Regions from separate parts of the Mus musculus genome. Here region 2 is linked to region 1. A link is a contact called in public Hi-C data. All regions are on one chromosome and are shown on one strand. The core of a region is the stretch at or near the end of the contact, and the rest is flanking DNA. Distances in the headings are between cores, read along the strand shown. Region 1 overlaps Tmem163 (transmembrane protein 163). Region 2 overlaps Tmem163 (transmembrane protein 163).

Evidence for each region. A called contact is a pair of places that touch in the nucleus more often than the background predicts.
Region 2: a contact with region 1 is called in a Hi-C map of pre-pro-B cells, with 1.6 times the contacts expected there. The contact joins two enhancer-like sites. A contact is called at or near these places in 1 of 15 datasets of contacts at CTCF or cohesin (large pre-B cells), 11 of 484 Hi-C or Micro-C datasets (the C2C12 cell line, CD8 T cells, the CH12 cell line and 8 more), 6 of 115 datasets of contacts at active chromatin or transcription factors (CD8 T cells, effector CD8 T cells, embryonic stem cells and 2 more) and 3 of 9 other capture datasets (adipose tissue, liver and pancreatic islet).

Annotation. Positions count from the first base shown.
Region 1 is chr1:127,511,235-127,516,082 of GRCm38.p6, forward strand. The region is part of intron 5 of Tmem163 (transmembrane protein 163); the gene reads right to left. Among named protein-coding and RNA genes, the nearest start is that of Gm41947, 34 kb to the left of the region's middle. Within about 2 kb of position 3,402, at least 51 of the 459 cell types and tissues checked have an H3K27ac peak or open chromatin away from gene starts, as enhancers often do. A contact at or near this core is called in CD8 T cells and pre-pro-B cells, where this site is marked.
Region 2 is chr1:127,608,136-127,613,348 of GRCm38.p6, forward strand. The region is part of intron 2 of Tmem163 (transmembrane protein 163); the gene reads right to left. Among named protein-coding and RNA genes, the nearest start is that of Tmem163, 67 kb to the right of the region's middle. Within about 2 kb of position 3,651, at least 14 of the 459 cell types and tissues checked have an H3K27ac peak or open chromatin away from gene starts, as enhancers often do. A contact at or near this core is called in CD8 T cells and pre-pro-B cells, where this site is marked.

The sequences.
Region 1 (4,848 bases), core at 2,152-4,651:
CATAAGCTGATTAAAAACAAAGATTCTCAGAGCCAGGAAGTGTACCAATTGGAGACTCCTGAATCATTACCTAGGGAACCAGAGCTAACCATCCACCTCCAATTCTTATGAGAGACCATGAGGACAAGCTACCCACACTTCCAGAAGCTGCTGGAGACAAACCCTCAGGGGTCCAAGCCACCAGGGTCCTTCATGATGTTCCTAGCAAGCAGGTGAAGTCACGCATGTTTCCGCCACAGTTCCCTTACTGGCTGTCCCTGGGGACTGCTGCTATATTTAGCCTACTGGTTAGCGTTTCTGTCTAAACAAACACATTGTCTCCTTACACTATCTATTTATGGAACAGGTAAAGGAATAGTCCTGTCAGCAGAGTGTCTGGGTCACACTTGGGAGAGCAAAAACTGCTTTCATAGCAACCCATCGGTCCTATGCAGATCTCAGTGAGACTCCTAGCCGGCCTCTCGATGGGAGGGGTTTGTGGCTCAGCACAGGTTCCATGTTTCAAATACATGTTTTGGTCAACATTGACATACTATGTGATTATGTACACACACACACCAGTGTGTGTGTGTGAGAGAGAGAGACAGACAGACAGACAGACAGAGACAGAGACAGAGAAAGAGAGAAAGAGAATCAGTCTATGTACATGTGTGTGCAGATGTACATGCCTATACTTATAAGAAAAGACCAGAAGGGCTTCTGGTGTCCTCTGTGACATTCCACCTATTGTGCTGAGTCAGGGTCTTTCTCTAACCTAGGATCATATCTTAGCTAGGCCTGAAACCGGCAAGCTTCAGTGTAGGCCCTCATATCTCCAGTCCCCTCAAGTGCTGGGCTTGCAAGCATTTGCTTTGGAAAGACACCTGTCTTGTTATGTGGGTGCTCCCCTGCTCACTGCCAAACAAGCCTTCTTTATCACAGCACCATCTCTCCAGTCCCACAATCCCCCTGGTTTTGAAGCAGAATCTCTGACTGGCCTGGAACCATCCAGGAAATCTAGGCTGACTGCCCAGCAAGCCCAAAAGTTGACCTGTCTCTACCTCCTCAGCCCTGAGATTACAAGTGTATGTCACCTGTCACATACCTGGTTTTCTACATTTGGGTTCCAGGAGTTGGACTCAGATCCTCATACAGGACAAACACTCTACCAACCGAGTCAGCTTTTATTTATTTGTTTGTTTATTTATTTTTTGGTATTAGTCTGTTCCGTTCCGAAAGTTAAATTAGGAATTGTGCTGGACAGCGTATCATGTTGGAAAAGCATCTCTGAGCTGAAGTACAGGCTGTGCTGCCCTCGTGTTACCCAGCCTGAGAAAAGAAGCAACTCTGAGGGCATTTCTGAGACCGTTCAATACAGTCTGCTCTCCCACACTGAAGACATCAAAGGCCTACAGTCCTTAGACACCTCCAGTCAGCAGCAGCCACTCAGTAGCTTCGAGCTAAGTACATCCTAAGGGCTTCCACACTAAACAAAGCCTGATGCCTTTCATCAACAAGGTACCATTAGTATTGACCTTCTGAAAAAAAAAAAAAACTGAGGCAGAAAAAGATTTAGCAACCTCCCCTAGGCTCTCCCAGTGAGGAAGAGGCAGGGCTATGTCAATGCAAAAACAGCTCTCACCTCAGAAGGAGGAAGAGACAGTTTGTTCTGCAGTCACATACACGGAGGACGGAGGACCTTGGCCCAGGAACACAGATTCAGGTTACCCAAATTTTGTGCTCTAACTGGTAACAGTTTCACGACATTCTGGGAACTTAAGTTTACAGTCAGAATCTCTTCTCTCACATCTTTAACACCAGTGCTACGAGCCTCAGAGAGCTCACCGACACTGTGTGGAACCTTTAGAAACACACTCTGCACACGGGACCCTTGTTTCAGACCACTGAAACCATTCTCCCTCTTTTCCTTCTGTCAAATGCTTCCTGCCTCGAAACCAGTGGGTCTCAACCTGTAGGTCTCGAACCCTGTTGGGGGAGTCAAACGACCCTTTCACGGCGGTCACCTAAGACCATTGGAAAGCACAAGTATTTGCATTATGATTTATAACAGTAGCAAAACCACAGTTATGAAGTAGCAACAAAAATAATTTTATGGCTGTGGGGGGCGGGGTGGTGTGTGGAACCACACATGAGGAACTGTATTCAACTCTCGCCATGTTGAGAGAGGCTGAGAAACACTGCTCTAAAACCACAGTCAAGAGAATCCACTGGCAGGGGCAGGCTGAGGGGAGGAAAAGGTGGGGATGTCTCCAGATAAACCATTATACAGGTGACTAAGCCAGGGAAGTGGGTACGAGAACAGATGGCAGGCGGGAAGTGAGAGGGCAAAGAATGAGCTTAAAGTTTTAAAAATTGTTTGTTTCGTTTTGTTTGTTTGTTTGCTTATCATATGCCAAGGTTCATATGTGGAGAACAGGAAAAGGGGGAGGAGGAGAAAGAAAAGAGGGAGGGAGGAGAGAGCAGGGAAGAGAAAGCTATGGGGGAGTAGAGGAAGTGGGAAGGGAGGCCCAGCCCTGAAGGCCAGTGGGCAGCCAAGTCACACAGGCCCATGAAGCCAGGAGCTGGAGGAGAAGAGGCGGCACTCAAAGGGACTCAGCCATCAGCCAACAGACAGCCTCAGACTTCATCCTTCAGAGCCTGTGTCCCTGCAAACAGGAACAGCACACCACCTGCCCTTCCTCATCAGAGCAGGTGCTGCGGGCCAAAACAGGATGTGACTCTTTAAAAACAACCCATGGTCAAGATGAAAAGAACCAAAGAAAAACCCAAATAATAAAACAGCCCATTCTGGCATTAAACAACATAATATATACCATGAATGCGTGTAACTTTTATTCATTAATGAAAAACTTAATTGCAGTGGGAAAGGTCATCGCCGGCACAGATTTCTTGAAGACGCTCATTTTTGTTCTAAAGTTTCTCTCTTTCTTTTTCTTTTTCTTTATTTATCCTTGCTTTTTTTGTTTTGTTTTAGAGACAAGATCTCATGTAGTCCAGGCTACCCTCAAACTCACTGTGTAGCTGAGGGTGACCTTGAGCTTCTGATCCGCCTGCCTCTGCCTCCCAAGTGCTGGGACTACAGGCATGTTCCACCGTCTCTAGTTTAAACAGTGCTGGGAATGGAACTCAGGCAAGGCAGGGCACGCGCTCTACCACCTGAACCACATCCCCAACACTGGAAGCTGTTATTGTATTGTAAATCAATCAATCAATCAATATCATCCTGTTAGCATCTAACAAGTGTTGGCTCCATGTTCTAGAACTAGAACAGGGCAGAGTTGCAAAGAACTCTCTTCCAAAATCTGCCTTGTTAACCAGAGGCGTGGTGCAGGGCTAGGGAGCAGGCTTACACCCTTTACTTACACAACCACAAGCCCCCATAGGTCTGCTTCGGGACTTACCCCAGAAACCAGGCTGGCTTGGTTCCTCTTCCAGCCAAACCCCCAAGGGGCTGGTGACACCCAGGAGGGTGAGAGCCAGCTGACTTCACAGCTGGGTAACTCCTAGCTACCCAGATTTCTTGTTGAAAACTGAGCCACTGCAGGCTGGGGAGATGGCTCGGTGGTTATGAGGACCAGAGGTCAGATAGCAGGATTTACATAAAAAAGCCTGTTATAACCAGTAACCAGAGCACTTGAGGGAGGGGAGGCAGAGACAAGAAGATCTCTAGGGCTTGCTCTCCACCAGGCTAGACAGAAAAACAGCAAGTTCCTGGCTCAGTGAGAGACCTGACCTCAAGGGAGAAGTCTCTCACTGAATGAACTGCAGGAGAGGATGTATAATGTCCTCCTCTAATCTCACCAGCATATATACCATCACACACGTACACACGCGTGCGCACACACACACACATGCACGCGCACATGCACATGCACACGCATGCACATGCACATGCATGCACACACATGCACACACACACATGCACACGTGCACACACAAACATTCACATACACAGGCAAGCACGGGCACACACATGCACACACGCTCATGCTCACATATAGTGACCCATTCTTGCACTAAGCCTCACTCTGAGAATTTCACACTGAATTAAAAGAAAGTGTGACTTTTGTTTTGTTTAAGACAGTCTCGTATATCTCAGTATCCCAGTCTGGGCTGGAACTTCTTACATAGCCAAGTATGACCCTCACTTCTGGGTCCTCCTCCCTCTATCTCTCAGTGCTGAGGTTATGAAACAGGTATGCAGCTCTAGACACGGTTTGTATGGTGCTGGGACTCAGACCCAGGTTTTCATATCTGCCAGTCAAGCCTTGCCCATGGAGCCACACCCAGCTCCCAGACCTTGCATCTGTCAGGGCAGGACTGAGCTGTGAGAAGTCAGCTTGGATTTGAGGTGCGGGGTTAAGGTGTGATTGGGAGAGAGAGACATCCATTACCTTGAGGCCCTGAAGAGTACTGTCCCTTGTTTGGTCCAGGCCCTACAAGTATTGTGGCAAAGGCCCTGAGTACAGCTGAGGCTTCATGCCTGTGGTGGTTTGACTATGCTTGGCCCATGGGAAGTGCTCCTAGTAGGAGGAGTGGCCTTGTGGGAGGAAGTCTATCACTGTGTAGGCTGGCTTTGAGGGTTCCTAATTCTTAAACTCCGCCCAGTGTAGAACAGTCAATCTCTTTCTGACTGCCTTTAGATGAGGATGTAGAACTCTCAGTTCCTTCTCTAGGACCCTGTCTGCCTGGACTCTGCCGGGCTTCCTGCCATGATGATAATGGACTGAACCTCTGAAACTGTAAGCCAGTTCCAATGAAATGTCCTTAATTTGAGTTGTCTTGGTCACGGTGCCTCTTCACAGCAATGAAACCCTAAGTCAGACAATGTATCTATGGGAAATCATC
Region 2 (5,213 bases), core at 2,401-4,900, 97 kb after region 1:
CTTGTAGTAGCTCAGACACAAAACCTAAGCTCATCAGCATGACAGCCATTACTGCCCTTCAAGAGGCCGGGGCACACAGTGAACAATGCTGCAAGGGATCCCTTCACTGAGGCAGAATACATGCGAAGATGAATGAGCCCAGTCTGTACACATGCCAGGTAAATCTTCATCAGGGCAGACAGGAGGGGAAAGGCAATAATCCACATAGAGAGAGATCATGCAGGAAGCCTTGCACAGGTCTAGCTGCAGAACTCAGTGCCCGTAGAGAAGTCTCCCCTATCTGCCATTTAAACTGTTCTGATCAACCACATTTCAATGATACCAAATGGAAAACTTCTGAAGTAAATATTGCCCAAGTTTCAAAGTACTGTTCAGAGTGGCATGACGCAATCTCACTCCTTCCTCATCATGAGTGTATTGATGATTCACACCCACCTTTTCCATCCTGCCAGGAACATGAATCACCCCTTCATGTCGGAGTATCCATTCTGAGTATGCTACCTGCTCAGGAGTCACTTAGCAGCCATCTTGGAAATCAAACTGATCAGTGTTGGAATACTGATTATATTTTATCATTTATACCCCAAACACAAAAGCGGTGCTGCCGGCTGCTTAGATATGCCAATGGGAAGTTGTAAAAAATCTTTCCTGTACTTGAAAAAGGGAAACATCTTGACTTGAAAGAAGAGCACTGTTGAGTTGGCAAAACTCTAAAAACAAATTTTTCTCTGTGTGAAATGATGACATGAAGTTAGGAGAGGGCTGTGGGAGTGTGGCTGGGAAAAGCAGGAAGAAGGAGTAGCGTTGGGTTGTGATCTAAATACATTACACACATGAATGAAATTACCCAAAGGTTTCAAACATCTGAACAATTTAAAGCTAAAACCCAAAGCTGCAGTGGGGAGGCTAAAGCTCACATATATCTCAAGCATCATGAAGACAAGGTTTCTAACAAGCTGTTCCCCAGGGCAGAAGCCAGCTTCAGGTAAAACCAATGTTCCGGCTGTGTGCTGTGGCATTAAGACATTTGAAGGAACTATTTACTATGCTCTCAATAGAAGTTGTAGGAGTACTAGCAGCCTCCCTTTTGTACGTCACAGATTTGCACCTGGCTCACTTTGCACATCATACACTCATTCCAGATGCTACCTTGCTTATGTGACTCACTTAGAGGAGACACACTAGCACCAAATGGCTGTCTTATGCTCTAGATCTTTGCCACCCAGTTAAGTTTTATCGTGATTCCTTAGATCCCTATGACACTCTGACGGCTGCCCCTCCCTCATCACCTCTTCATCAGCTTAAAGACATCAAAGCAGTCAGTGCTCCCAAGCTCTCAACAGCAGTTCTGGTGACCGCGGAAAGAGAATGATAGACAGTGCTGTAGGCGTAGTGTTATTGTGCACAGTGTAAAGATTGTCCTTATATTATTCAAGTGCTGGCTTCTGTGCCCCCATATCTAGTTGCAATCCTTATTCTAAGAATCTCCTGTTCTAATGTTGTGTAAGCATTGCTCCCAATTATTCCCTGATTGGTCAATAAAGCTAGCTGATCACCCAATGACTAAGCAGGGGAAAGACTATGACTGGACTTCCTGTTAGTGAGGGGTGGGGCAGGAGGGAGACAGGTAGCCAGATTAGTTTAGAGGATTAAAGTAGAAATAATACTGCTCATTCTTATTACCATAGGCCATAGTATCCAAACTTAGACAAACACGTTCATAAAAATAACACCAACACTCAAAGTTAGACACACTCCCTGGGAGGCAGACAGATAGGCAGAGAAGTCATGATGAGGTGATAAAGATGGAAAACTTCCAAAATGACTGGCTTCTTCCTCACCCTCTTAGCTGGAGAAAAAAAAAAAATCCTGGCAGCTTAAAACAAAAGCCTTTGGCCCTTATAGCCCACCAGCAGGCTCTATGCTTATGGCTGGCTCAACAAGTTCAGATCAGGACATGTTACCCAACAGTTGTGAGGCAATCAACCAGTCCGTCTTTCTTCAAATTGACTAACCCTAAATTAGGGGATGAAGACCCTTCAATGATTCTAACAGCCCCAGGCCTCCAAAGAAATCTGGGCTTCAGCTTCCCAAGCTCTGTCTCTGTCTCTCTGTCTCTCTGTCTCTCTGTGTCTCTGTGTCTCTCTGTCTCTCTGTGTCTCTGTGTCTCTCTGTCTCTGTCTCTGTCTCTCTGTCTCTCTGTCTCTCTGTGTCTCTCTGTCTCTGTCTCTGTCTCTGTCTGTCTCTCTCTCTCTCTCTCTCTCTCTCTCTCTCTCTCTCTCTCTCTGTGTGTGTGTATGTGTGTGTGTGTGTGTTTCTTCACTGGGAGAAAATAAAGGATGTCTGAAGGCCACCCAAGGAGAAGGAGCAGAAGTGAAAGCAGGGATTTAGCCACCACACAGTCAAGTGATGACTGCAGGGTGACAGAAGCCAGAGAAGAGTGTCCAGTGTCACCTCCCAAGATCACGGAAGGGGTCAGGATGAGACAAGTGGGCAGATAAGGCAGGGGAAAGAATGTAGTAGTGTGTCATGGGGGCCAACAGAGGGACAGTCAGGGAAGAAGGGAGCTGGGAGGGAGATGTAAGTCCACAGCAGCAAAGGGGAGGTACGATGGGGCATCTCGACCATGATTCCAAAGTTAGGGCTGAGTGTGTTGGCAATTTCAAATGTCTATGTGAGAAAGTAAAGTCAGCCTTAAAAAGTAGAGAGATGGACTCTGGCTAAGAAATGAACGTCTAGTCAAAGTAAAGTGGCAAGTCTCTCCAGATACATCTACAGATTTAACTCCACTCAAATTCCAATAGAAAATTTCTAGGTACAGACAATCTGGTTCTAAAATTCAGATGATTCCTGGGTAGATGGCTCAGTGGCACTTGCCATCAATCCTAATGACCTAAGGACAATTCTCAGGATACAAACTGTGAAAGAGAGAGCTGACCCCTGTAAGTTACCTTACCTTCTGACCCCCACATAGTCACTGTGGCTTGTTGATGCCCACAGACATTCCCCAACACCCCCCCCGACACACACATCAATCAATCAATCAATGTAAAGAAAATCAGATAAAAGGATCTACAAAAGCTAAAAAAAAAAAAAAGCAACAGAAAAGCAATACACGCAATACACTCTTTAATATGAAGATTTACTGTGAATGTGCTGTCATTTGCACAGTGTAGGGTTCGCCAAGGGCTAGACAAGGGTATCAATGAACCCACATAATTATGGCCATGACTGCTTGTGAAGTCACAAAAGCAACTGGGAAAAAGAAAAGGCATCCTCTTGAATAACTGAATGTGCATATACCAAACAAACAAGCAAGCAAACAAACAAGCAAACAAAAAAGACATGAGCTGTGGAGGTGGCTCTGCGTGTAAGATGCTTGCAATGCAAGCCTAAGGACCTGAGTTTGAACCTCCAGGAGTCACATAAAACTGACACAGCCGAGTGCATCTGTAATCTCAGTGCCCCGACAAGGAGATGGTAAGTGAATGGAGGAAAATCCCCAGAAGCCCATGGGCCAGCTAGTCTAAAGCACACAGCAGCAAACAAAGGACCCCACTCTGAATAAAGGGGAAGATGAGAACCAACACCATAGGTGGTGCTCTGACCTCAACATGTGCACTGAGGCACATGTGCACCCACAGTCATATAGACATTGGTATACTGTCCTAGTTTCATTTTCTGTTGCTGTGATATAAACCAAACCAAAAGCAGCTGTTTATTTCAGCTTGAATTTCAAGTCACAGTTCCATGATTGAGAGGAGTCAGGGCACAAACTTAAGCAGAAACCACAGAGAAACACAAATTACTGGCTCATGCTCAATTCATTTATACTGCCCAGGGTTCTGCATCCAGAGATGTCACTGTCCACAGTGAGCAGGGCCCCCTTTTATCAGTCATTGATCAAGACAAATACCCTATAGACGTGGCCGCAGGCCAATCTGATCTGGACAACTCATCGCTGAGGTTTCTTTTTCCCAGGTGAGTCTACATTATATCAAACAGACAATAAAAACTAACCAGGGCACATATGTACAGTCAGTATTTGTGCTCGTGCTTCTTATAAAAACTAACACAGAATAAATTGTAGATCTAATATAAGGCATGAGACTATTAACATCTGTGGTGGTTTGAATGGTATGGTCCCCATAGACTCATGGTTTGAATGCTTGACCCACAGGGACTGATCTTATTAAGAAGCTTAGTCTTGTTGGAATAGGTAGAGCCTTGTTGGAGGAAGTATGTCGCTGTGGGGGTGGGCTTTGAGGTCTCAGATGCTCAAGCCCAGGTTTAATGGTTCATAGTTCTTTTCCTGATGGCCTTTGGATCCAGATGTAGAATTCTCAAATCCTTCTCCAGCACTGTGTGTGTGTGTGTGTGTGTATTCCTTTTTTCCTAGCCTGTTTCTTCCTTGTTACTGTGTTTGTTCGCGTTTGGTGCATAGAACTGGGTAAAATGGCAAAGTTCTGTGTTTAATTTCTTCAAAACGTATATATTTAGTGCTGCACCTTAGAGCACTTTGAAATACCTCGTGTTTATGAAAATAAATAGCAATTAAATGAAAAACAATGTTGTCCTTTATAAGAGTTGCCTTGGTCATGGTGTCTCTTCACAGCAATGAAAACCCTAAAAGATAACATCCAAAGCCAAAAGATAGGAGAAACCTTTTGAGACACACAGTTAGGGAAAGAGATCTAGAGACAGATCCTAAAGCCATAAGCCATGAAAGAAAAAGACCTCAAAAACTGAACTGATATTTTTTGCAAATGATAATACAAAGAGAATGATCCAAGCTGCCAACTAGGAAGTAAGAGGTTTTTTTTTTTTTAAATCACATATTTGACAAAGAAGTTGTATTCAGAGTATATTTTATCAACTGTCAACACTGTAAGTAAACAATCCGTTTCTTCACATGGGTAAAAGATTTGAAAAGCCACTTTGCTAAAGATGACATACAGATGGCAAATGAGCACAAGAAAATATGTTCTAAATCATTACCACTAAAAAAATGCTAATTAAAACTGTGATGAGGGGCTGGGGTGTAGTTGGTAGAGGCCTGCCTAGCACACACAAAGCCCTGGGTTCTATCCCCAGTGCTGCACAAACTGGATGTTGAGGCACACACCTGTAATCCCAACACTCTGGAGGTAGAATGCAGGAGGATCAAGATGTTTAAGATCTTTGGCTACAAAGTGAGTTTGAAGTCAGCCTAG